4 separate regions of the Zea mays genome follow, and all the other regions are linked to region 2. A link is a contact called in public Hi-C data. All regions are on one chromosome and are shown on one strand. Each heading gives the region's core, a stretch centred on a gene start, on an enhancer-like site or on the middle of the called end of the contact. The rest is flanking DNA. Distances are from core to core; before and after follow the strand shown. Region 1 has its middle 18 kb from the start of LOC103638601. Region 2 holds the start of LOC100282010 (60S ribosomal protein L11-1). Region 3 holds the start of LOC100283582. Region 4 has its middle 16 kb from the start of LOC100282250.

Region 1 (6,462 bases), core at 2,983-5,482, 210 kb before region 2:
TTGCGAGGAATCTCCACAACTTGGAGTCTCTCGCCCTTACACTTGAAGTTCACAAAGAAACACGGAGTAAGGGAGGGAAGCAACACACACAAATCCACAGCAAAATGTGCACACACACGGCCAAGAATCGAGCTCAAAAGACTATCTCAAAGTTCTTACTAGAACGGAGCTCGAATCACTGAGAATGACAAACGAATGCGCAAAGACTGAGTGTGGACGATCAAGAATGCTCTAAGATTGCTTGGTGTTCTCCTCCATGCGCCTAGGGGTCCCTTTTATAGCCCCAAGGTAGCTAGAAGCCGTTGAGAACATTCCAGGAAGGCAATTCTTGCCTTCTGTCGCCTGGCGCACCGGACAGTCCGGTGCACACCGGACACTATCCGGTGCCCGATTTCTTTCCTTAAACGGCGCAACCGACCGTTGGCAGCTAGAGAGCCGTTGGCGCACCGGACATGTCTAGTGCACACCGGACAGTCCGGTGCCCTCTTCTAGCCGTTGGCTCGGCCACGTGTCCCGCGCAGATCGCGCGGCCGACCGTTGGCCCGACCGACCGTTGGCTCATCGGACAGTCCGGTGCACACCGGACAGTCCGGTGAATTATAGCCGTACGTCGCCGGTGAATTCCCGAGAGCGGCCACTTCGCTCGAACCAGCCTGGCGCACCGGACAGTCCGGTGCTCCCAGACTGAGCAGATTCTTGGCTGCTTGAGCCAAGACATTTTCAATTGGATTTTTCCTGTTTCCAGCACTTAGACACAACACATTAGTCTTTAAAACAATGTACTAAGTCTGAGAAACATACCTTTATCCTTGATTTGTACTTTGTCCACCATTTTACACTTAGGCACTTGTGTTGGACACTAAATCACCAAAATACTTAGAAATGGCCCAAGGGCACATTTCCCTTTCAAACACATCTTCGTCGAAGACGACATGACGAGAGATGATGATGCGGTGGGAGGTGAGGTCCAGGCACCGATACCCCTTGTGGTCAGGGGAGTAGCCGAGGAATAGGCAGCGAGTGGAGCCAGGAGAAAGCTTGTTGGGGGCAGTAGCGAAAATGTTAGGGTAGCAGGCACAGCCGAACACGCGCAGGTGGTCGTAGGAAGGGGTTGTGCCGTACAGGGCAAAGTGAGGTGTAGGGTGGCTCACCGCCTTCGAGGGAAGACGGTTGAGGAGATGAGTGGCAGTATGAAGGGCCTCTGCCCAGTAGGTGGCAGGGAGAGACGCCTGAAAGAGAAGGCAGCGGATCATGTTGGTGGTGGTGCGAATCATGCGCTCGGCCCGATCGTTCTGAGCAGAAGTGTAGGGACACGAGAGACGCAACTAGACGCCGTGAGTGAGGAAGAAAGAGCGGGAGGCGTTGTTGTCGAACTCGCGGCCATTGTCACACTGCAGGGCACGGACCGGGCGGCGGAACTGGGTGGATACCCAGGCAAAGAAGTGAGTGAGGGTGGTAAACGTGTCGGACTTCAGCCGAAGGGGGAAAGTCCAAAGGAAATGGGAGTAGTCATCCAGAATGACCAGGTAGTACTTGTAGCCGGAGAGGCTAAGGACAGGAGATGTCCAGAGATCACAGTGGACAAGATCAAAGGCCTGAACAGCCCTGGACGTGGAAGTGGAAAAAGGAAGACGGGAGTGACGGCCAAGCTGACAGGCATGACAGAGGTGCTCAGAAGAGCCTCGAGTATATGGTATGTCGGAGTGGCCGGAAAGCTGGGACATGACGTCAGGTCCAGGGTGCCCGAGGCGACGGTGCCAAATGGCGGAGGAGGTGGTGGTAGTAGCAAGAGCATGTGATGTGGTGGTAGTAGTAAGGACAGGAGATGAGGCTACTCTGGTGTGGGGAGTGGAGGGCAAGTGAAGAGAGTAGAGGGGGCCGGAGCTGTCACAGCGAGCAAGCACAACATGTGTGGGAAGGTGGCGTATGGTGAGGCCCCAGGGGTCGAACTCCATAGAGCACTGGTTGTCACTAGTGAAGCGACGAACCGAGAGGAGGGGATGAGTCAGTCCGGGAGCAACAAGGACGTCGTTAAGGCAGAATGGTCCTGGAAGAACCGATGTACCTACTGAGGTGACCGGGAGGGTGGAACCGTTGCCGACGACGATGGAGGTAGGATGTGAGGGGTGGGGTGGATGGGAGTGGAGTAACGAATTAGTGGTGGGGGTAGTGTGGAAGGAGGCCCCGGAGTCAACCACCCAATCGGTGGTGGTTCGGGGAGGTGGAGGTGGCGAAGGTACGGTGTGAGCGGAGAGAGCCAGAGAAGGTTCCCCGATAGAGGCACTAGGAAGGGAGGGAGATGACACAGGCTCAACCGCTAGGGAGGCGATCGCAGCACGTGGGAAGACAAGCGGTCCAGGCACGTGGCGACCCGCCTGAGGGTGGATCTCGACGCAGTCTCGAAGTATAGTGTTCCAGACTGGATCGAAGGACACGAACATGCCCCGGATGAGCTGGTCGTCGTGGAGGAGGACGCGCACAGTTGCGAGAGCGGCGGGCGAGGTAAAGCTCATGGCGACCGGTGTAGGAGGGTCGTGTCACTGCTGGGCCGGGGCACGGTCACCCGGCGCAGGGAGGCGCGGACTGGACATCCGGGCGCGGAACAACAGGAGCGCGGGACCTCCCGTCAGGAGCTCCTGGACGGCACGGGGGCGACGTGCGCGAGCAGGAAGAGCGCGGCTGGCGGTGGGGGCGGCGCCTGAGCTGGTGCGCGGATCTTGCCGTCCGCCGCCTCAAACCCCAGAACCGGGGAGAGGGATGGACGATGGGGTCGGGCGTCGGGCGCGGGTGGCGCGGCTCCTGGCGTGGTCGTCGGCGCAGCGCTGTGCGCGCGGTCGTTGTTGGGCGCAGGGATGCTCGGCTGCTGGCGAGGTGCGGGAGGCGGTCGGGTCGCAGGGCCGGCGTCCTGGCGCGGCACGGTCCCGGACGCGAGGCGGCGTCGGCGCCTGGGCTGCTCGGCTCCCTGGCGCGAGTGCGGACGGGGTCGCGACCTGGCGGCGGCCGTCCAAGGCGCGCCTGGGCGGGGATCCGGCGGAGTGCACGGACGGCGGCACGGCCGCAGCCTGGGCGGGTCGCGGGGCAGAGAGCGGCACCGGGCGCGGCTGCTGCTCCTGGCGGCGCGTCGGGCCACAAGCTTGGGGACGGGCGGCTCGGTGGTGGCGAAGGAGAGGTGCCGTCGGTTGGGGCCGGCGGCTGGGAGAGAGCAGAGTGGGAAGGCCGTGGCTGCCGGGGACGGCCTCGGCCGGAGCCGCAGGGATGGCTGGGCGGACGGAGGGCAGAGCCCGACGTGGTTTCAGGGCGCGGTGGGGATGGGGGAGGGAGTTCCGCGGCTGGGAAGGAGAGGGGAGAGGGGAAGTCGGCGGCTGGCGGCTGGGAGGGAGGAGGCTGGAAAAACCTAATCTGATACCATATTGGAATGTGAACCCCTAACCCTAACAGGGGTTGGGTGATATATTAATAGACTGAGTGAACTGGGCCAGGCCCATTACAGAGGGGTGAGATGATCATTACATGAGGAAGGCCCCAAACCCTAAACGGGTATTCTAACAGAAACCAATCGGTTTTCTAGAAAATGAAAACCGAGAACTTCGGTTTCGGGTTTTTACTTTGGTTTTTCGGTAAAAACCGAATACCAAACTTATACTCAAGACAACACATACAGCAAGTTTATATGATAGATTACACATAATTTTAAAAAGTAAAAATTATATAAGTACAAATATTTAGAGATACATCATACATCACATATAAATAAGTGAATAATAATTTAGTTGCTTAACACATTTAGTTCACATAATCGAAAAGTCAAATTTTAGAATTGATAAAGTTTGGTATTCGTTTTTTTATTTCGGTTCGGTATACGGTGAAAACCGATTACGATATCGAAAACCGAACTTCCGAGATACAAAAACCGAAACCGAACCGAACCACCGAAAAAACCGAAATTTCGGTTCGGTTCGGTTTTCGGTTTATGGTAAAAAAAGTGCCCACCCCTAGATTTTTAGTACCTCAAAGTCGAATGAAACCGTTGTAATCCTTTCTATTCAGATTCTCAAAATCTGATGTCATCCAAACTGGTACCTCAAGTTGGTAATTCCACGGAATGCGTCAAGGTCAAAACAACAGCTAGCCAGCGTTGAGTGCGCCTGGGCTGGGCCTTGGCTAGGCTAGGCTAGGTACGCGAGGCAGCCGGTCATCTGAAGCCCATGCCAGCCGGCTCTGGAACGAAAGCTGCACAGCACCCGGCAGACGCTTGTTTTCCACGTGCGCCCCATCGACTGTCGCTGCTCAATGTCCCTGGAAGTGGGGTCGATCGCGTGATAGCGTTGTTGTCTCGTCTCCTCGCCGTCTGGTTGGTCTCAGGAGCAGTTTGGGGTCGCGTTCCATCATGTTTTCCGAATTCCACCGATTCCATGGCAGGGGCAAGCGACCAAATGAGTGCAGTACTGCAGTGTATCCTTCCTCGGGGCTCACTGCTCAGGTTGACACCGTCAGACGACGGCAAGATGTGGGTAAGCAAACGTACGGAAATCCGTATCCTCGACAGGGAAAACGTATCTTTTTCCGTGAAATTCATTGTTTTTCCCAAAAATGTTGATTGTTTTTTTAAATAAATAAATATGTGACATACTAGATAACTCAAGAAAACATGTAGTTCCTTATCATATTTTTTCCTGATATATTTACATATATATTGTTCTTTTTTGAATTTTAAACGAAATTGAAAAAACTCACGGTTCCACAGTTTTTTTTAAGACTGATTGGAACGTCGCACGCCGCGCTAACACATGGTGGCAACGTCAACATGCTAAGGCCTAAGGGCTAGTTTGAGAGGCACAAAATTATATGAGATTGAAGGAAATAAAATCTCCTTCTTATTCAATTTTGATAAGGTAATTATTTATTTATATCATTAATTAGTATATCGTCACATGCAAGTTTAACAAGTCTCCGTGGAGGAACTGGAATAGGGAATGCTTCATCATCCTCATCCCCGTTTACTTGTCGAAAGAAGTATTTTCCCGTTTACATATCCATTGAGGAAGAAACTTTCCTATCTGTATTCTTTAAGGGCTAGTTTGGCAACCCCATTTTCTTCTAGGGTTTCCAATTTTTCAAAAGAAAATGAACTAATTTTCCTTGAAAAATAAAAAACACTTAAAAATGAGTTCCCAAAATAGACTTAATGGAACCACGGCGAATCGAGCCCTATTACCATCTCTCCTCCTCGCCCAAGCCCAAATAGGGGGTCAACTGTTTCTCTCTCTCTCACTACAACGCAAGATTCGTGCGTGCTATAAGCCAATTCGTAAAGTGACACGTAGTAGGGCGGAGGGTCACTTTCGCTTTATGACACACCTGCAGACGTCATTCGTGCGTGCATGTGCATGAACATATATGCACCGGTTTGAAAAAGTGAGCATCTCCATGACGAAATCAAATCCTCGATTCTTTTCTTTTTCCTACACTCCTCTCCTACTACTGGCATTATATTATATTATAGATATATGCGTGCTTGTCACGACTCACGAGTAGAAAGAGGAATAGAGATACGTATATATCTTACCTAGCCGGTGAGAATTGAGACACTCGCTTCTTCCTGTCTAGCTTGCTTCAATTGTTTGACCACCACACCTAACACAACAGCAAAGCAAGCAATGCAATTGCAACCGACGACGGGAAGTCCTGAAGAACCAACCAACCACCAAACAAAGCATGCAACACGATGAGATGTGTCGCTTTCAGGTGCGCGCGCGGGCTATCCCTGACGATTTCTTATTACTCTGCAACTGCTCACCACACCACGCGCACGTTTGTGGTCGCCCGCGGGCATTACGTTACATTACATACGGTACGGCATGTTCTTCGCTTATGCTTGTTTAGGCTTTCCCTGGGTCACGCGAGAGAACCACGTTGCGCGCACGTACGTTAGTGTTGCGTGGCGGATCTACTAAAACATTCCATCTCTAGACTCTCCAGGCCCCTCAAAGCCGTTTGTCTACCCTCTGCTAGATTATATAATTCACCTTAAATAAGTTAAGTAGCAAAACAAACAGCACAGATTATATAATCTAGATATACCTTGATTATGGCGCACTGTTTGGCTCTTTGTCCACTAATATAATTTGTGTAAACAAACATCTCTATCAGGTTATATATTCCAGATTATATAACCTATGTAAAATAAGCTGGATTACATAATCTTCCAAGGAAACAGACATACCCTTAAACTAGTTAGGTGCTCGAACGATGCTATGAATCCCATCACAAAGACACATGTGTTCTGTTGTTTAGGCGGCTGACAACGTGGGTTTGGAACCAACAAACACGGTTTCAATTCTAATTTGTGTACAGTTTAAGTTTTTTAATGGAAGGGGCGTCATACACAGTACAACGACATGGAACTAGAGATGGCAACGGGTACAAACCCGCTGGGTTTTGCCGTCCCAAACCCGTACCCGT
Region 2 (5,863 bases), core at 911-3,410:
GGTTCTTGAGATGTGCACTTGTTACTACATTTAGGGGGAGCATTCACATCTCATTTCATTCATGAAACCCCTAGTGTAGCTTTCAAATGCAAACTCTCACCATTTGCTTATTTTTCTAAAAACTACATAGCCTATGGCAAAACATTTTGAAAAATATGAGAGAATATGTGAGGGTGCCAATACTTGTCCCAATAGGTGTTCTTTTGTGTGCTTATAAGTTGGGATTTGGATTGACGCAAAAATCTCAGAAACATTTCAAAATTCCCTCAGTCTAGGCTCACCAAACAGTGCGGTGTGCACTGGACACTGCACTGTGCACTGTCCGATGCTCTGGCTTGGCTCGGCTTCCTCAGCCTCTACGTAGGCTATCCAAAGTGCACTATACACTGCACTGTGCAATGTCCTGTGTGCCCATAACCGCTGTTTTGAACTCTTTTCTTCGCCTAGGCCCGCACGCCAGTCACTCAAATGCTCATTTCTTCTTCCTCCAGCCACCCCACGTGCACTCTCTATCTCTGGCTTGCCAGCGCCGTGGCCTGTGTCCTCTCCCGTGCCTGTGCTCATGGGGTCGCCTCGCCGACGGCGGTCTATCGCTACTCCTAGGTCTGCAAGATTGGTTGTGTGCTTCTCGACAACCGGCCTTTGCCCGTGCATTGACTGACCCCTAACTTCTGATTGGATGCCTGCATGTGCATGCCTCTATGTGTGGATGCAACGGAGGCCAAATTGAGCCTTTTTTGTTGCATACATGGAGAAGCACGAAAGCCGCGTTTGTGACAGGCCAGGCTTGGTCGAGCCATGCGTCGGTTACCCAGACAACCAATCATACGCATAGAAACTATTTCTAGTTTCTGTATGCATCGTGGGTGGCAGTCTAGCTCTTAAGTGCTAGACTTGTATTAGCTTATCATGATCAGGCCCTAGACCTCTAGTAGCCTACCATGACCCTTCAATAATGGCAATGGGGAATGGGAGGAAAGATACCAAACAAATCAATCGCTTCATCCTCACGATGCACAACACACAACACAGGTAGTTACAGGATGAGATTGATGCAAGGTCCCTCTCGATCGAGAATTAACTACCTAACAAATACTGTTGTGAAAAAGAAGCGACGAAAGCATACATGTACATATATAGCCTGAAAGGATTATTTTCGAACTCGACGAGAGGACGAGATCAATCAGGTGCCGCTGGTGCCAAAGCAAAAGTACAGATATTTATTCTGTTTTTGATGGTCCTGAAAAATGGAGATTGATCTAGGCACCCTTCTAGCTAGCTGAGCACTATCATTTTCATGTAGTGTACCTGTTTTGGTTTCGCTTCCAGTAGGCGGCAATCTGACCGATGTTACAGGGTGTTTGGGTAGGGAGATTCATCTAAGGCTTGTTCATTTCAACAATAATTTATGTAGATTAGATGATATTAAGTCGGTTTAAATTCGTAGCAAGTCGAAATTCATCTCAATCCATTCCAATACACATCAATCCACATGGAATTGAAATAATCGAACAAGGCCTAAAATGGTTCAATTCCCTGATCCGCATCAGTATAGAGTATTGCCACAACTTCTCTAGTGTCAAATGACTAGAGACATTGTTTTCCAATCATGTTGCTGCTCATGCCCATCTGATTGGTTGCCCATCATATGCGTTGACTTTGTCTTAGCTTATGTTTAGTTGCATACACACGATAAACATATGTTGCATGAGCGGATACAAAATAATCCATTTTAAGACGGTTTGGCTGATCGAATCCGTCGTATCTGGCCCACCATGGCCGCACGAGCCCGGGCGCCAACATACAACCATCCAATCAAGCGGTATATGGCTGTATTGCAACGCATGACGCATCTGGTTCCCTAGATGTGGATCCACGTCAGAAATTAGGTCAACAATTCAAAAACAAATTTGTTGACAATAAAAGTCATCATGCTATTTCAAGCCTAGGATCATAGGATGGGCCCTTCTTACTATTTCAAGCCTAGGACGGGCCCTACACATTGGGCCAGTTCGTCATCATGCTGGATTGTTATATTAACCCGGCCTGTACGTCGTCAGTGACGAGGGGCCAGCGAATATAGTCCAAATGTTTTCTTCATATTACAGCCCAAAACAAAAGCCCATAACTTTATCAATGAACCAGGCCCAAGTGAAAGTCGAGACCCCCCTGTCTCTAGGGTTTCCCTCTTTTAATTCCCCCGCCGCCGCCCCTCGCCACGCTCCGCCAGCCGCTGCCACTCGCCACGTTCCACCAGCCGGCGCCCCTTTTCCTTCTCACTCCGCTGGCGCCGGCGCCGCCTTATCCATGGTGAGCATCTGGTCTCTCCCGTCATCACGCTTAGCTGCTCCTCAGTTACTGTATATGGACCTAACCCTTATGCGCTTCTCTGTGTGCGTGTCTTTTCTTTCGCAGGCGTCGGAGAAGAAGCAATCCAACCCGATGAGGGAGATCAAGGTGCAGAAGCTGGTGCTCAACATCTCCGTCGGAGAGAGTGGGGATCGCCTCACCCGCGCCGCCAAGGTTCGTGCCTGTTCTTGCGCCTCAGATTTTTGCAAAAAAAAAAAAACAGTTTATTGTTTTTTATCCTTGTTATAGCCGTCCGGTTTCCATCGTTGGTAGATGTAATCTCATGCGCCCTTCATAGGTAGCTTCTGCTACTCGTTTAGTATGGTTTGTTCGGATTGTGTGTAACCAGGATAATATTTTTTATAACGGAAGAATGTAGTTCCATGGAAAGAGTTTGAAATTCAGTCTGGTCTCCGTATTGTGCAACAATTCCTTAACGGATTGCAGCTGGCAGATGACGTCTCTTATAGTTGTAGGCTTGTAGGATCACTTTGTGTAGTCATTTCTGATGTCGATCACTGACAACAGAATGAGAATTCGAAGCTTAATGGTAACTGTGTAATAAAGAAACTTGAGCTATTAATGTCATTTATCATTACAGTGCCTTTTCTAGTACATCGAAACTCATGCAAATGACCTCAACCATGTTGTTTTGGTGGCTGTAGCTACTCATTTACTGCTTAGTATTGTAAATCATACTATTTTGAACTCTAACTATGCTGTAAACTGCTTAATAGTTGATTACTTCTATGGACCCCTTTAAATTTACCATAAGCATATCAGTAAGTCCATGGTTGCATCCATGCTTGCAGGTCCTGGAGCAACTGAGTGGCCAGTCACCAGTGTTCTCTAAGGGTATATTTGCTTGTTTTATATTAGTGTTTTCTTCTCTGCTTCCTAACACCGATGAGTTTCTTTTGTTTAATATTTTGTGGTTTTCTGATTCTTCAGCTAGGTACACTGTCCGTTCCTTTGGTATCAGGCGTAATGAGAAGATTGCCTGCTATGTTACTGTAAGGGGTGAGAAGGCAATGCAGCTTCTGGAGAGTGGACTTAAGGTCAAGGAATATGAACTGCTAAGGAGGAACTTCAGTGACACAGGGTGCTTTGGTTTCGGAATCCAGGAGCACATTGATCTTGGCATCAAGTAAGACTCTTCAGTGTGTCCTGTTTCTGACTCACTGAAACTTAGGTCTATAATTATGTTAATACAAAATTGAGCAGCATTTAGCTATCATTTCTTGGGACGGAGATGTTAATCATGTTTCCGTTGGATATGCATTGTTTTATTTTGCATAAATCTATTTCTTGTTTGTTTACTCTTTGTAACTTGAAGACTTAACCAAGGATTTTATTGGAAGCAAGGAGGATAGGCCTAATATCTTGGGACTTGAAGGAATGTTAGTTCATGTTCCTCCCATTCTGAAAAGAACAAGTCTCATCTTTTCCTAACATAAAATTTCTGAGTTAATTAATTTTCTTTGGTTTTAATTATTTTTTGCTGCTTATTAACCCTTGCATTTCATTTCTGTAATAGAACACGCCTATTCTTTTCCTGTTCTGGTGGGCCAATGACTTGAATTAATTGTCCGTACCATCTGAAGGCTAGCAGTTGCTTGCCTATTGCTGCACTTTATCTCTGAGGCCTAAGTTCTTTGCCTTTTAGCTTCCTCGTTGGAATGATTTTTGGTACTTTATCTGACAACAAAGCCAAAACTACAATATAAAAGTGACCATCTAGCTTTCATCTTTTCACTGCTGTGCTAAACATGTTTTCAATTGGATTGGAAGAGGCTATGATCAGTCACTTCTGACCTGAAGGGATGTTAGTTGTTTTCCTTCCATTATGAAATGATTAACAAAACCATCATTGGCTCGATTAAATTTCTTTGGTTTCAATTATTTTTCGCTGCTTATTAACCTATGCAATTCATTTCTGTAATACAACACGACTATTCTTTTTCTGTTCTATTGGGCCAATGACTTGAATTAATTGTCCGTACCATCTGAAGGCTAGCAGTTGCTTGTCTATTGCTGCACTTATCTCTGAGGCCTAAGTCCTTTGCTTTTTGGCTTCTTTGTTTGGAATGATTTTTGGTATTTTATCTGACAACGAAGTAAACTATAATATAAAAGTGGCCCTCTAGCTTTCATCTTTTAACTATGGTACAAATCATGTTTTGCATTTATATGCATTGCTTGTTCTAATGCGAATACTTAAACCCAATGGTTCAATTGGATTGGAAGAGGCTAGGCTCAGTCACTTCTGACCAGAAGGCATGTTAGTTGTTTTCCTTCCATTATGAAAGGATTAGCAAAACCATGTTTGAGTCGATTAAATTTCTTTGGTTTCAATTATTTTTTGCTGCTTATAACTTGTACAATTCATTTCTGTAATAGATCACGACTATTCTTTTCCTGTTCTTTCGGGCCAATGACTTGAATTAATTGTCCGTACCATCTGAAGGCTAGCAGTTGCTTGTCTATTGCTGCAATTATCTCTGAGGCCTAAGTCCTTTGCTTTTTAGCTTCTTTGTTTGGAATGATTTTTGGTATTTTATCTGATAATGAAGTAAACTATGATATAAAAGTGACCCTCTAGCTATCATCTTTTAACTATGGTACTAATCATGTTTTGCATTTATATGCATTGCTTGTTCTAAAGCGAATACTTAAACTCAATGGTTCAATTGGATTGGAAGAGGCTAGGCTCAGACGCTCAGTCACTTCTGACCAGAAGGGATGTTAGTTGTTTTCCTTCCATTATGAAAGGATTAGCAAAACCATCTTTGAGTCGATTAAATTTCTTTGGTTTCAATTAATTTTTGCTGCTTATAATCTGTCCAATTCATTTCTGTAATTGAACACGACTATTCTTTTCCTGTTCTTTTGGGCCAATGACTTGAATTAATTGTCCGTACCATCTGAAGGCTAGCAGTTGCTTGTCTATTGCTGCACTTATCTCTGAGGCCTAAGTCCTTTGCTTTTTAGCTTCTTTGTTTGGAATGATTTTTTGGTATTTTTTCTGATAACGAAGTAAACTATAATATAAAAGTGACCCTCTAGCTTTCATCTTTTAACTATGGTACAAATCATGTTTTGCATTTATATGCATTGCTTGTTCTAATGCGAATAATTGAACCCAATGGTTCAATTGGATTGGAAGAGGCTAGGCTCAGTCATTTCTGACCAGAAGGGATGTTAGTTGTTTTCCTTCCATTATGAAAGGATTATCAAAACCATCTTGAGTCGATTAAATTTCTTTGGTTTCAATTATTTTTTGCTGCTTATAACCTGTCCAATTCATTTCTGTTCTTTTCCTGTTCTTTTGGGCCAATGACTTGAATTAATTGTCCGTACCATCTGAAGGCAAGCAGTTGCTTGTCTATTGCTGCACTTATCTCTGAGGCCTAAGTCCTTTGCTTTTTAGCTTCTTTGTTTGGAACGATTTTTGGTATTTTATCTGATAACGAAGTAAACTATAATATAAAAGTGACCCTCTAGCTTTCATCTT
Region 3 (6,265 bases), core at 3,318-5,817, 230 kb before region 2:
ATGTTAAAAGTATACCCTTAATTTGTTTTATTTCTAACCTTGAAATCTTCACAAAATCATAACTTTTACACCGTAACTCCGATTTACACCGTTCAAATTACGTTAGCCTCACATTAATATTGTCTACGTGATAACAATAATTATGTTAGTGCTTGCATAAGTAATTGAATACATGTTTATTAAATTTACTTTTCTAAACCAGGTTAATGTGACATGGTAAATCAACCTATGACTATAGTCTAACTAAAGAAATATGATTCTAACAAGTTATAACTTAGGTTAAAATTAAATTAATATTTTCTTAAGGATATATTTCTCACATGATTTATTAATTAACATAGACATAGTCCCCATAACTGATCACATAAAAACCATAACTTTTCAACTGTAACTCCGATTTTAATGGTTCTCGAACCCACGATCTCGTTACGACGTATAGATTATTATTATGCAGTTTGTTCTTATGTTTGGTGTGATGTTAATTTGCCTATACCATGTTTGTTTGTGTTTCCACGACTAGCAGCAAGGTCACGAGTCACCTGAAGAGCAAGTTGGTACCTGGAATCTCAAGTCCCAGGCAAGTTGTGCCCTTGATCACTTTTTTTTTACCCAATCATGTTCTTATTAATCATAATGATCTGCATAGGTTAATTTTGATGGGACCCAACATGTTACCCTAGTTTGACTATCTTTATACCATGTTTACCACTGAATTTTTGGGTAGTACATGCTATTGCTTTATGTGGTTTTGGGTATGCGGGCGCGCACGGCTCGGCGCGGGCGCGCGGGCTGGCGTGCACCGGCGCGTCAGCCGCGGTCGAGCACGTGGCACATTGCTTCTGCTCCTGTTCTAACGCCGATAGGCTTCATATCTTCACGAATTTGGGGCTAGATCGCCGTGTAAGATTTGTTCCCTAATGTAAGCTTTGTCATTTTTATGTGGGAGCAGAGGGGTTTTCGGCCGTGTACAGTGAGTTGTCATGTCATCAAGTTGTCAGTGTCTCACTGCTGCGTCCCGAGGCAAAACCATGTCAAAACATGTCAAACGGCTGAGATTTGCCTCCAAACTTTTCCAGGACGTGCCTAAGGGCCTAAGGTAATTTGGCGCCAATTTGGTATTTGGACTTTGTGGATTTGAGTTTTGGAAAACAGAGAACACGGCTGAACTTTATGAAGAGGTCAAAATTCATATTCTGAATTTTCTAAATTTCCCATTGAGTTTCCACTTAAAGGGTTACTTTGGGGATTTTGCAAAACTCCTTTGATAAAACTTCCTTACTATATTTTGTAGCTTATTTAATATACTATAACTTTGTTATTTGATACTCATCATGATTTTATCTTTTTCATAATCTTTTTACAAATTTTCCCCTTTGCACTTAAATGGCTTACTTAGGGTTATTTTAGGTTTTGTGCATTTTTCTCACTTTGAGGTGCATGACATGTGTTAAGGTATGATCCTTGAGATGAAAAAGACTTAATTAAACTTTTTCTCCTAAATGTTGGTGTCTTTTGCTCAATTTGATGTACATGTGATAATGGTCACCAGTTGGGTACTAAGAAGAAACCCTAGGTAACACTTGGATGTTAAAATGTCCTCACATAGGAGTATAGATGGCCAAAAAGCACGAGACCCGTGAGCCCGGCACGAAGCCCGCATTTTGGGCCCGGTCCGAGCCCGGCACGGTAGAATAAACGGGCGGGCTTGGACAGGAAACTAGGCACGACGGGCTAGCCCGGCACGGCCCGTTTATCTCTAAGCCCGTCAAGCCCGTTTTTTTACACTAAAACGTGCTTACCGGCCCGTTTAGCCCGCTTTTTGGCCCGTTTTTTCGTGCTAAACGGGTCGGCCCGACCCGTTTAGGCCCGCTGCGGGCCGGGCTTGGACAGAAAATTAAGCCCGCTGGCTTAGCAGGCCTGGCCCGGTTTTTGGCCGGGCTTCACCGGGCCCGGGCCGGGCCGGATCGGGCGGCCCGTTTGACCATCTCTACATAGGAGCATGGGCTTTGGTTGGTCTGCTAAGACAGCCTTATCTCTTTTGTGCTTGTACTGCTGATGAGCTTCGGCTTCATCTATGTTATGAATAGCCTTCAAATCTGTCCAGTTCCCTTCGGCCCTTCTAGCAGCCTCTTGACTCCCATGGACAGCTATGGGACCTTGGTCTGATGGTATCTTCATGCATAGATATGTTGGATGAAGTATTGCTTTGAAAGCATTTAATGTTCCTCGCCCAATGATTGCATTGTAAGGATACTCCATATCAACAATATCAAAGACAGCTTGTTCTGTTCTTGTATTATGAACATAACCGAAGGTAATCAGCATAGTTATCTTGCCAAGTGCCACTATCTGCCTTTCTCTGAAGCCACAGAGGGGGTGTGTTGCATCATGTATCTTGTCATCCTGCCCCTGCATCTGCCTGAAAGCTTTTGCAAAGATGATATCTGCTGCACTGCTTGTGTCTACAAGGACATTGTGAACCAGAAACCCCTTGATGACACAAGATATAACCAATGCATCATTGTGAGGATAATCCTTGAGCTGAAGGTCCTCCTGGGAGAAGGTGATTGGTATATGAGACCACTTGGACTTGATGAAGGGTCCTTGGATTCCAACATGGTGTACCCTTCTCTGTGCTTCCTTCTTCTACTTCTTGTTGGCTGGTTCAGAACTTGAGCCGCATGTGATCGGGAGCACCAGCTTCGTGGCCAAAGGTGCCACAGCTTGGTTGCCTTGCGAAGCCATTTGTCGCAGTCGTGGGAGTGAGTTCACCGGAGTTGGGCGCCAATGTTGGTCACTTGTTCTCAAATGTTGTAGATCAAGAACAAGGCAACACAATTGTTAATTATTATGGACCTTCGTCTTCCGAAACATTATTTCCATATGAGTATAATGCTCATCTGACGAAGGTCAAGAAGGACATACCTTCATTATTTAATATGTAAATGTGAATGCAAAAGGATGAAGACAGTAACTGCATATCATTAATTCATACATATTTGCATTTCATAAAACATGTATGAATATTAATAGTATTAATATTACATTGATACCTTCAGCTTGCTCGAAGGTGAAGACGCGAGAGAGTGATTACCATCTAGCGTGAACAGTACGGTATTACTGTTCACCTATTTATAGGCACGAGACGCTGCCCGGTAAAATTACATTCATGACCCTTAACATTTATCTACAGACATCCTAAAATACTAAGGTCTATCTGGTCTTTTCTTCTTCTGCTTGACTTGAACCGAAGCTGATGGTAGCTTTGGCATTTGGCAATATTGCTTCTACGCAAGGACTTCGTCTTAAGAACCTTCAATAGATGAAAAGAGGACCTCTGTATCACTTTGCCGAAGATGTTGCCTTGAGGACCTTCGGCGGAGAAGAAGATCCCCAACATTATACAAACGCTAAAGAGTTATAGAACGTTATAGAAGCCGAATATGACAACACAAATGTTGGAGCGACTGTACATCATGGAGCAGTATCATGACTACAAGATGACTGATTGAAAATCTGTAGTCGAGCAGTTTCATGAGATACAATGCATGACAAACGAGCTTGATCAGCTAAAGATCAACCTATTCGATAAGTTTGTGGCATTATTGCTAAATTGCCTCATTCATGGAGGGATTTCGCCACAACTCTCAAACACAAGAGTGGGGGCAACAGAGACGGAGACAACGGTGGGGCGGGCATGGCATGAGCCTCCCCTACCATTGTGGAGTCCATAGAGCCCCACTAAAGTCTTTATTAAAGTTTTAAATGTACACAATGTATATAGAAGGAGCTCATATACTATATCAGTTTAGTTTAGTCACTTTTAGAGCTGATTTAATGGACAAAGAAAGAAATAACAGGGCGTTTGGATCCATTCATTTTGGAGAAATTGGAATTTACTTAATAAAGTAACCTACTTAGCTTGGAATTTGACATTCCACCACTTTCTAAAGTTCGTATATAAGCCTATATCAAATTCATGAGGTAGAGGATGAGAAATGATTTTATGTACAGTAGAATTTGTTTCTACTCTGCAACTTATATGACGCTCTTTGATTCACATTTCTATAGTAAAAATGTATTACATAAATATATCTGGCATCTTGCTAATAATAGTATATAAATATATTTTGTATAAAATCAAATTAGCTTAATTGATATATGCCTAAATTATTATTATTAAAATAGAATGCAATTCTAAGGATTCAAACGAGATGTAAAGAAAATCTATGGGAAAGAATCCTCTTACTATTTAAATAGCAGGGGATTGGATATCTTTCATTTTCCTGTTCACTAAACCCGTCTGCAGCTGAGAGCTACCTGATTTTTTTCCAGCTAGAGCAAGAACGCGTTTTCCATTTTTTTAAGCCGTCGCGTCGGCTCGGTTACTGCTATCATTGCCACAGTGCCGCGGCCCACGCGGTGAAAACGGAAACCAAACTAACCAAAATCCCCCACCCGCCGCGCTTGCTGTCGTTCCCGTGCGGCCGTGTCCCCCTTCCTTTCCTGTTTTCCCCTCCTCTTCCTTCCCCCCCCCCCCCCCCCCCCCCCCCCCCCCCCCCCCACTGCTCTCTCTCGCCCCAAAACCAGATCGCCACGACAAGGGCAGAGGGCCCCGGAGGGGCGCGTAGCAATGGCGGCAGGCTACCGGGCCGAGGACGATTACGATTACCTCTTCAAGGTGGTCCTGATCGGCGACTCCGGCGTCGGCAAGTCCAACTTGCTCTCACGCTTCACGCGCAACGAGTTCAGCCTCGAGTCCAAGTCCACCATCGGCGTCGAGTTCGCCACCCGCTCTCTCCAGGTCGACGGCAAGGTCGTCAAGGCCCAGATTTGGGACACCGCCGGCCAGGAACGGTACGTTTCGTTTCAGCTCGCTCCAGCTCGTCTCGCCTCTCTTCTCTCCCCGCCGCTGCCGCGGCAGCTGGTAGTAGATCTGATTTGCGTCTCGGTTCGGCTGCTGCTAGCGTGCGTATCCTCGTTGTCACCGTTAAGATTGGGCTCTCGCTTTGGATCTCGCTGCCGAATTGCGTTGCGTGCTGCTGTTGATTACCATTTGTAGGGTTTGGTGCATTTTCATTTCAGGATCCGATACTGGAACACGCGAATCAGCATGCAGGCATCCTATTGTTGACTAGAGTTGTAGGATGACGATGATAGGATATTCTTCTATTGCACAAACGTTTTTTTATACTGCCTGGAGCTTGGTTTCGAGTACGCAGCAGTGCAGCAGGTGGCGTGGACTGAATAAGACTTTCTGAAGGTTAGTAGGTTTCTTTGTTTTGACTCACGTTGATCATTTAGCCTGGGAGGAGCAGATCGGCCATTTTTCCTTTCTCTTGTTTGCATGCAGACTTCCTGCCCAGTTCAGTTAATTTAGTAGTCAAAACCGTAAAATGCACACAATGCAATATATAGCTATATTTTGTACACTTATTGTTTTCTAAAATTTAATCGTCTTGGACCCTGCTATAAATAGGTATTTATGTCAAAAACAGGTTTATCGAACATGGTCACCTCAAATTAGAACTGATGCTTATGAAATTGATTTTTGCACTCTTACACTTAGCCCATAAGTTTGGCTATTCGTCTTGTTCTACTGCACTGAATTTCTGAGGAGTGAAGAGTCTTCACTCCATTTTTCTTTTCTTCATTCCACCATTTTGTAAACTTCTTGTTAGCTTGTTCTGCCAGTTATTTAGATGGACATGTCTATGATTGGGACCAATCATTGTGATTGGGATTTTTTGTCATTTGTTTACATACTTGCAGTGATTCTTTGTTTTATATGCTGATCATGTATCCATGTCATCTATATTACTGTCTCAATTGTTTACAAAAAATGATGCTTCAAGATGTGATGCACCAGCACCTTGTATTATCGATAAATTTTCTTCTTCAAGAGTGTTAAGGAAATGACCTGCCACAATTTGTATTAACTAGTGCTTGTTAGTGACATAATTATTTAAGACAAAACTCCAATAGAAAAGGCTGCCAAAATAACACCTAATCTTTGAAGAATGGCTGAATTGATTAAGGCAAAACAAAGATATACTAATTGCTTAAACTAATGGACTTTACAATAATGTCTGAGCACCTTTCTAGGTTTTTGTTGTATTTATGTGCCATGGAACTAGATTTTTCAAGCTTGGGTGTGATGGGGATTCTAAGGGGCAGGTGGGTTCTGTGTAAGAAGTCTAGACAACTTTGTAGAGCAATTTTGGTGGCATTTTGTTAATGCAACAAAAACTAATTAGCACAAATG
Region 4 (6,371 bases), core at 1,898-4,397, 160 kb after region 2:
GTTCCACTACGCCCTGCATTTTTCTATAAATGATCCCTCCCTCAGGCGGCCTCGTTATACCTTGCCTTATTCTCTTTGTTGAAGGGTGGTTTCTTCGTGACTGTCACACCTAGATTTTAGGGGTCCAAAACCCGGGCGCGAAATAATCACCAAGTGTGCTGGGATCAAGTCTCACACATATGATGACTCATGGCACAGAAACAAATGTCACATCATTAATATATAATGAAGTTATGTACAAAATAGTTAAATAATTACATCATACGAAGACAACGATCTAGCAACCAAAGTTGACTGGGAGACGATAGCCTAGACCACTCACAAACTTATCACAACATCCTTTATGCTCCTCATCCTGTGGTACATGTTCTTGACCTGGAAGAGATGTGAGTACAGCAAGGGTGAGCTCACATACGTTCATCGCTCAACAAGTTGTGGGGAATAATGTGCATGAACTCACCAAAGGTGGGAGCTCATGTGAAGTGTAAGGCTTACCAAAGGACATGGTTAAAGCTGAGCATTGCTTTTAAACTCGGTCAAATTTTATTAGCAGTTACTAAGTATAAGTTGATAACAACCCAATTAAGTAAGAGATCAAAATTGATAATAACACACGTGATGCAATGTATATGACATATTAAGTTTAGTTCCATAAATTAATCATACGAGAGTCCTGAGCTGCTCATGATCGCGAGCACGACTGATATACCAGTTTTACACTCTGCAGAGGTTGCGTCCTTTACCCACAAGTCATGTATCCCGTCTAGCCAGGGTTAACTAGACCCTTAGACACTTTCGAGGTGAATGGCTAGGGATCCACTACGAGGCCTTTACAAAGTTCCACTAGCTTTAGAAAACCCGCTACAGTTTCTAGGAAGGGCTATATAGGAATCCGTCGTCCGAAAAGCCATCGCAACATGATCAACCCGAGAACCTCCCTATATGCAACTCCCCTATTGCCCTTGTCCCTTTCAGGTAAGGTAGTCCTCCACTAGCTTTCCTAATTAGTTAGTCAAGGGCGTCCCATTCCACCCTTGTGGTAGCACGTTTTTTTCTCAAGTTAAGATACATGTTCCAATTAACACAATGATCCTATCATGAACAATAATTAAGACAACAGTATAATCGAAACACGATCATAATGTAATATTAATCCCAAAACCAGATAGAGCAATAGCATAACTACCCAAAAGTTCAGTGGTAAACAAGGTGTGGGATAAACAAGTCTAGGGAAACCTATTAGGTTCCATCAGATTAACCTGAGCATGTCATAGTGATTAACAGTAACATTATTGGGTAAAGAACAGTGATCAAGGGCACAACTTGCCTGAGACTTAAGATTCTAGGTACCAGGATGATCTTCTGATTCTCGTGACCTCACTGCTAATCGTAGCAATACAAACAAACATGGTATAAGCAAAATTAACATCACACCAAACATAAGAATAAACTGCATAATAATGACCTGCGTGTCGTAACGAGAACCTAGGTTCGAGAACCACTAAATTCGGAGTTACGATTTAAGAGGTATAGTATTCGGAAGACCTACATGATTAAGTAATTAAACTAGGTCTTGTTTTGATTTCATAAATATAATTTAAAGAAATAATTAATTCAACTTTAATCTTAATTATAACTTGACTAGAGATCATATTTTAGTCAAATTATAATTATGGACAGGTTAGCTTTGTTTTAGAAGAGTTAATCTAGTAGACATGGGATAAGTAAGTATCTAACTATAAAACTATGCGACAAGGTATAATTAATGTTGTTACTGCATAGTAAATATTTATACGAAGCTAACGCAACTGGAACAGACCAAAACAGAGTTAAAATAAGGAAGATGTGATTTTTCCAAGGTTTTTAGAGTTATCTTCAAATTAAAAATCAATTTCTCTGGTTATTTTATTAGTTCACTAGACATCTGGACCGCGCACAACAATACCCTAAAGATCAGGGGCTAACATGATAAAAACATGGCTTAGTTGTAATGGTTCTAGAGTTGTATGGGATCGCTGGTTATTTTCTATAAAGCATGGGGACTCGTTTGCATATTACCGAGACCGAAGAAGTATCGTAGGAGATGAGCCGTAAGATCACAAGCCCACCGCCAGGATTAGATCGGATCCTAGACAACTAGAACGTGCACCCCACCGTCGGATTCGATCCCAATGGTGTGGGTTAGATCTGGCTTTAACCCAGGTGGTACGCGCCCAGAGCCGTGGATCCAACAATCGGTGGCCTGTATTCTATATGGACGAAAGGGTATGCCTGATTAAATCATGGCCACCCAACTGTGAATCGACGGTTCTGATATATTAGGCTGAAGGGGTACATGCGATTTAATCACAGCCGTTCAAACGGAATTAGACGATCGCGAGTTCGTCTTCCCCACAGCCACCCTAGCCGAGCTAAGCACGGCGGAGCCGCCGGGGATCATGGCGGATTCACGCCGTCGAAGGTGATTCTCCACTCTAGTATGATGCTTCCTACCTAGCCCGGAGCTACATGATACGTGGATGAAAGCGAGTCGGTCTAGAGGGTTCTCACCGTGTTTCTGCCATGCAAACACCCGCCCATGGCGAAGGACAGCAGCGTGGCGGCGCCGACCAACGGTGAGTAAATCCTCGGTCCTTGCTTGCTCCCATGGATCCACAGAACCACGAACACAATCCTCGGATCACGACGAATCTTCCTAGCCTTCATCCGAGTCACTGGCGACGGTGTAGCGATCGGTCATTGGCGGTGACTGGGATTTCTCCCTCCCCATTAGCAGCGACGGTGGTTAGAACCGCACAATTTTTGAGCAGGCGATGCCAATGGGGGAGGAGAAGGGAGTGAGGGACGCTGGCGCAGGGTTTTATATCTCGGAAGGGTAGGTTGTGTCAGGTCCGTAGGAGCCGCGTGGTGCGACGATCTCAGCCATGATTTTCGCGATCCGGTTGAGGAGACGAAACTGACGGAGATGGCCCACCTGATGGCGATAGTGGTTGAGCCGTAGGAGACGTGGTGCTTGCCCAATGGGGCCCAACCGTTAGTGCCGAGGTGATATGTGTGCGGTAAGTCACAGGTTGAGCGGGCTCGCGTGTCGGCGCCTGGAGGGGAGTCCACGCGCGTTTGATGAAGACGGCAGTGTGGCTGCCCAGCGGGGCCCACGAGTCATTCCTAGAACCCAGTCCGCGCGGGATCCAGGAGATATAGCGGTGGGCCAGGGTAGGAGAGGTGGAGATGGGACCGGATGGCTGAAGTCAGCCCAGCACAAGAAAGTCTTATTCTTTTGTCTTTTTCTATTTTGTTTTCTATTTTAAATCCTTGACTCTAATTTTGATTTAAATTTCACACTAAATTTTGAAGCATGAAAATCCAAGCATGAGATGCATCAATATTTTATTCATCTATTTATTTATCTATTAATCCTATTTAAGAAATGCTTCCACATACTCCATCCATGCACACAAAATAGTGGTTTAAGAAAATGTCTTCTAGGGTGTAGCATCTTTTTTTAAGAGATGTTTTAACTTAAATATATAATTCAACAAGTACTTGAATAGAAATCATTTTAATTGATGTTTATTTTAGGAAATTTAGCTTTCACAAAAGAAAATCCTTATTAGAAGGTATTCCAAATTCAAACTCTTTGAAGAATTTTAACGAATTCCACCAATATAATTTTGAGGTGTTACACCTATGGTACCTGTTCTTGACCTAGGGGGTGTGAGTACAGCAAGGGTGAGCTCACATACGTTCATCGCTCAACATGTTGTGGGGAATAATGTGCATGAACTCTCCAAAGGTGGGGACTCATGTGAAGTGTAAGGCTTACTAAAGGAAATGGTTCAAGCTGAGCATTGCTTTTAAAGTTGGTAAAAATTTTATTAGTAGTTACTAAGTATAAGTATATACCAACCCAAATAAGTAAGAGATCAAAATTAGTAACAAAACCCACAATGCAATGCAAATAGAAAATTAAGTTTAATTCCATAGATTAATCATGTGAGTGTCCGAGCCTCTCATGACCGTGAGCACGGCAGATATACGAGTTTTACACTCTACAGAGGTTGTGCATCTTTACCCACAAGTCATGTTACCCATTTGCCATGGGGTTGATCGGACACCATACACCTCTACCGAGGAAGCGAGGCAGGGTAGCACTACGAGGCCTTTCCAAAGTTCCACTAGTTCGAGAATACCAACTATGGGTTCAGAACGAAGGAAGCATAGGAATCCCTCGTCCGAACTGCCATCGCAGCAGTTCGACCCGAGAACCTCCCTATACTCTAGCAGCGACGCTTCCCCGCTTGCCCCTTTCGGGTATGGTAATCTCTCCCTAGCTTTCCTAATTACTTGGCCAAGGGCGTCCCATTCCACCCTTGTGGTAGCACTGTTTTTCTGGGTGGTTCTCCATGTTCCAATTAACATAATGATCTTATTATGAACAATGATTAAAACAATAACATAATTGGAACATGATCATAATAAAACATTGATTTCCCAAAACCAGGTAGAGCAATAGCAAATCTACCCAATAGTTCATTTGTTTGCAAGTTGGGTGATAAACAATGCTAGAGAAACCTATTAGATCCCATAAAATTAACCTGAGCATGTCACAGTGATTAACAAGAACATTATTAGGCAAAGAAGAGTGATCAAGGGCACAACTTGCCTTAGACTCGAGATTCCCATGTACCAACTTGGTCTTCAAGTGACTCGTAACCTCGCTACTACTCGTAGCAATACAAACAAACATGGTATATGCAACATTAACATTACACCAAACATAAGAGCAAACTGCATAATAATGATCTACGCATCGTAACTAGATCCTAGGTTCAAGAATCACTAAATTCGGAGTTATGGTTAAAGAGTTATGATTTTCCGAAACTTTAGGTGTTTACTATAAAACAAATGAGGTACAAGATTTTAATCATAGGTTTCATGGTAATACAAAGTTACTAGATGATAAACAATATTAATGTGAATTTAATGCAACTGGAATGGATAAAAAATGAGTTAAAATGAATTACTTATGAATTAAACAAGTTTCTGAAATTATTTTCATACAAAAAATCATTTTCAACATTAATTTACTATTTCCCTCATTAATTCATATATCCGATGGATTGCGGGCATAGAATTCCGAGAGTTCAGGGGCTAGTCTGCTAATTCCAGGGACCCATTTTTAACTCTCCAATGCTATCACATGATGGCGGGTTGTTCTATAAAAATTACAAGGACTCTTTAGTAATTTGTACACGGCGGAAAGAATATCGGTGGATCTCGGCCATAGGATATGGAATAAGTGGCTCAAATTAGGTTAGCTCTTCATTAAACCGGCATGCACAATTGACCGTCGATCCTTAGATCCACGGTCAAGATTTTATAATGCTAGATCCCACAACACCGACCCGATTAGATCGGACGACATAGATTTCCCGGGCCAAAGAGATATCCTTCGACTAATTGTAGCCGCAAGCCTACTATCTGAGATCACCTAGAGGGGGGTGAATAGGCGATCCTGTAAAAATCAAGACTAAACAACACAAACTTGGTGGGGACTCTCCAAAGGTGGGGACTCATGTGAAGTGTAAGGCTTACTAAAAAATGGTTCAAGCTGAGCATTGCTTTTAAAGTTGGTCAAAATTTTATTAGTAGTTACTAAGTATAAGTATATACCAACCCAAATAAGTAAGAGATCAAAATTAGTAACAACACCCACAATGCAATGAAAATAGCAAATTAAGTTTAATTCCATAGATTAATCATGTGAGTGTTCGAGCCTCTCATGACCGTGAGCACGGCTGATATACAGGTTTTACACTGTACAGAGGTTGTGCATCTTTACCCACAAGTCGTGTTACCCATTTGCCATGGGGTTGATCGGACACCATACACCTCTACTGAGGAAGCGAGGCAGGGTAGCACTACGAGGCCTTTCCAAAGTTCCACTAGTTCGAGAATACCAACTATGGTTTCAGGACGAAGGAAGCATAGGAATCCCTCGTCCGAACTGCCATCGCAGCAGTTCGACCTGAGAACCTCCCTATACTCTAGCAGCGGCGCTTCCCCGCTTGCCCCTTTCGGGTATGGTAATCTCTCCCTAGCTTTCCTAATTACTTGGCCAAGGGCGTCCCATTCCACCCTTGTGGTAGCACTACTTTTCTGGGTGGTTCTCCATGTTCCAATTAACATAATGATCTTATCATGAACAATAATTAAAACAACAAAATAATTGGAACATGATCATAATAAAACATTAATTTCCCAAAAAACCAGGTATAGCAATAGCAAATCTACCCAATAGTTCATTTGTTTGCAAGTTGGGGGATAAACAATGCTAGGGAAACCTATTAGATCCCATAAAGTTAACCTAA

The links. Hi-C and Micro-C count contacts between places; a contact is called where the count stands out from the background.
Region 1: a Hi-C map of tassel shows a contact between it and region 2, with 2.1 times the contacts expected there. The contact joins the enhancer-like site here to the promoter of LOC100282010 in region 2. A contact is called at or near these places in 2 of 25 Hi-C or Micro-C datasets (ear and tassel).
Region 3: a Hi-C map of tassel shows a contact between it and region 2, with 3 times the contacts expected there. The contact joins the promoter of LOC100283582 here to the promoter of LOC100282010 in region 2. A contact is called at or near these places in 5 of 25 Hi-C or Micro-C datasets (bundle sheath, ear, leaf and 1 more).
Region 4: a Hi-C map of bundle sheath shows a contact between it and region 2, with 2.5 times the contacts expected there. The contact joins the enhancer-like site here to the promoter of LOC100282010 in region 2. A contact is called at or near these places in 3 of 25 Hi-C or Micro-C datasets (bundle sheath, leaf and tassel).

Annotation. Positions count from the first base shown.
Region 1 is chr9:81,979,074-81,985,535 of Zm-B73-REFERENCE-NAM-5.0, forward strand. No RefSeq gene overlaps it. Among protein-coding and RNA genes, the nearest start is that of LOC103638601, 18 kb to the right of the region's middle. Within about 2 kb of position 4,233, at least 18 of the 20 cell types and tissues checked have an H3K27ac peak or open chromatin away from gene starts, as enhancers often do. A contact at or near this core is called in ear and tassel, where this site is marked.
Region 2 is chr9:82,190,549-82,196,411 of Zm-B73-REFERENCE-NAM-5.0, forward strand. It overlaps LOC100282010 (60S ribosomal protein L11-1), which reads left to right and starts at 2,161. Exons shown (of 5, transcript NM_001154923.2): 1 at 2,161-2,310; 2 at 2,416-2,523; 3 at 3,162-3,204; 4 at 3,301-3,496. The coding sequence starts at 2,308. LOC111590219 (small nucleolar RNA snoR117) reads left to right here and starts at 4,324; the gene lies at 4,324-4,404. It overlaps LOC111590220 (small nucleolar RNA snoR117), which reads left to right and starts at 5,242; the gene lies at 5,242-5,322.
Region 3 is chr9:81,958,644-81,964,908 of Zm-B73-REFERENCE-NAM-5.0, forward strand. It overlaps LOC100283582, which reads left to right and starts at 4,568. Exons shown (of 2, transcript NM_001369294.1): 1 at 4,568-4,857. The coding sequence starts at 4,634.
Region 4 is chr9:82,347,789-82,354,159 of Zm-B73-REFERENCE-NAM-5.0, forward strand. No RefSeq gene overlaps it. Among protein-coding and RNA genes, the nearest start is that of LOC100282250, 16 kb to the left of the region's middle. Within about 2 kb of position 3,148, at least 16 of the 20 cell types and tissues checked have an H3K27ac peak or open chromatin away from gene starts, as enhancers often do. A contact at or near this core is called in bundle sheath, leaf and tassel, where this site is marked.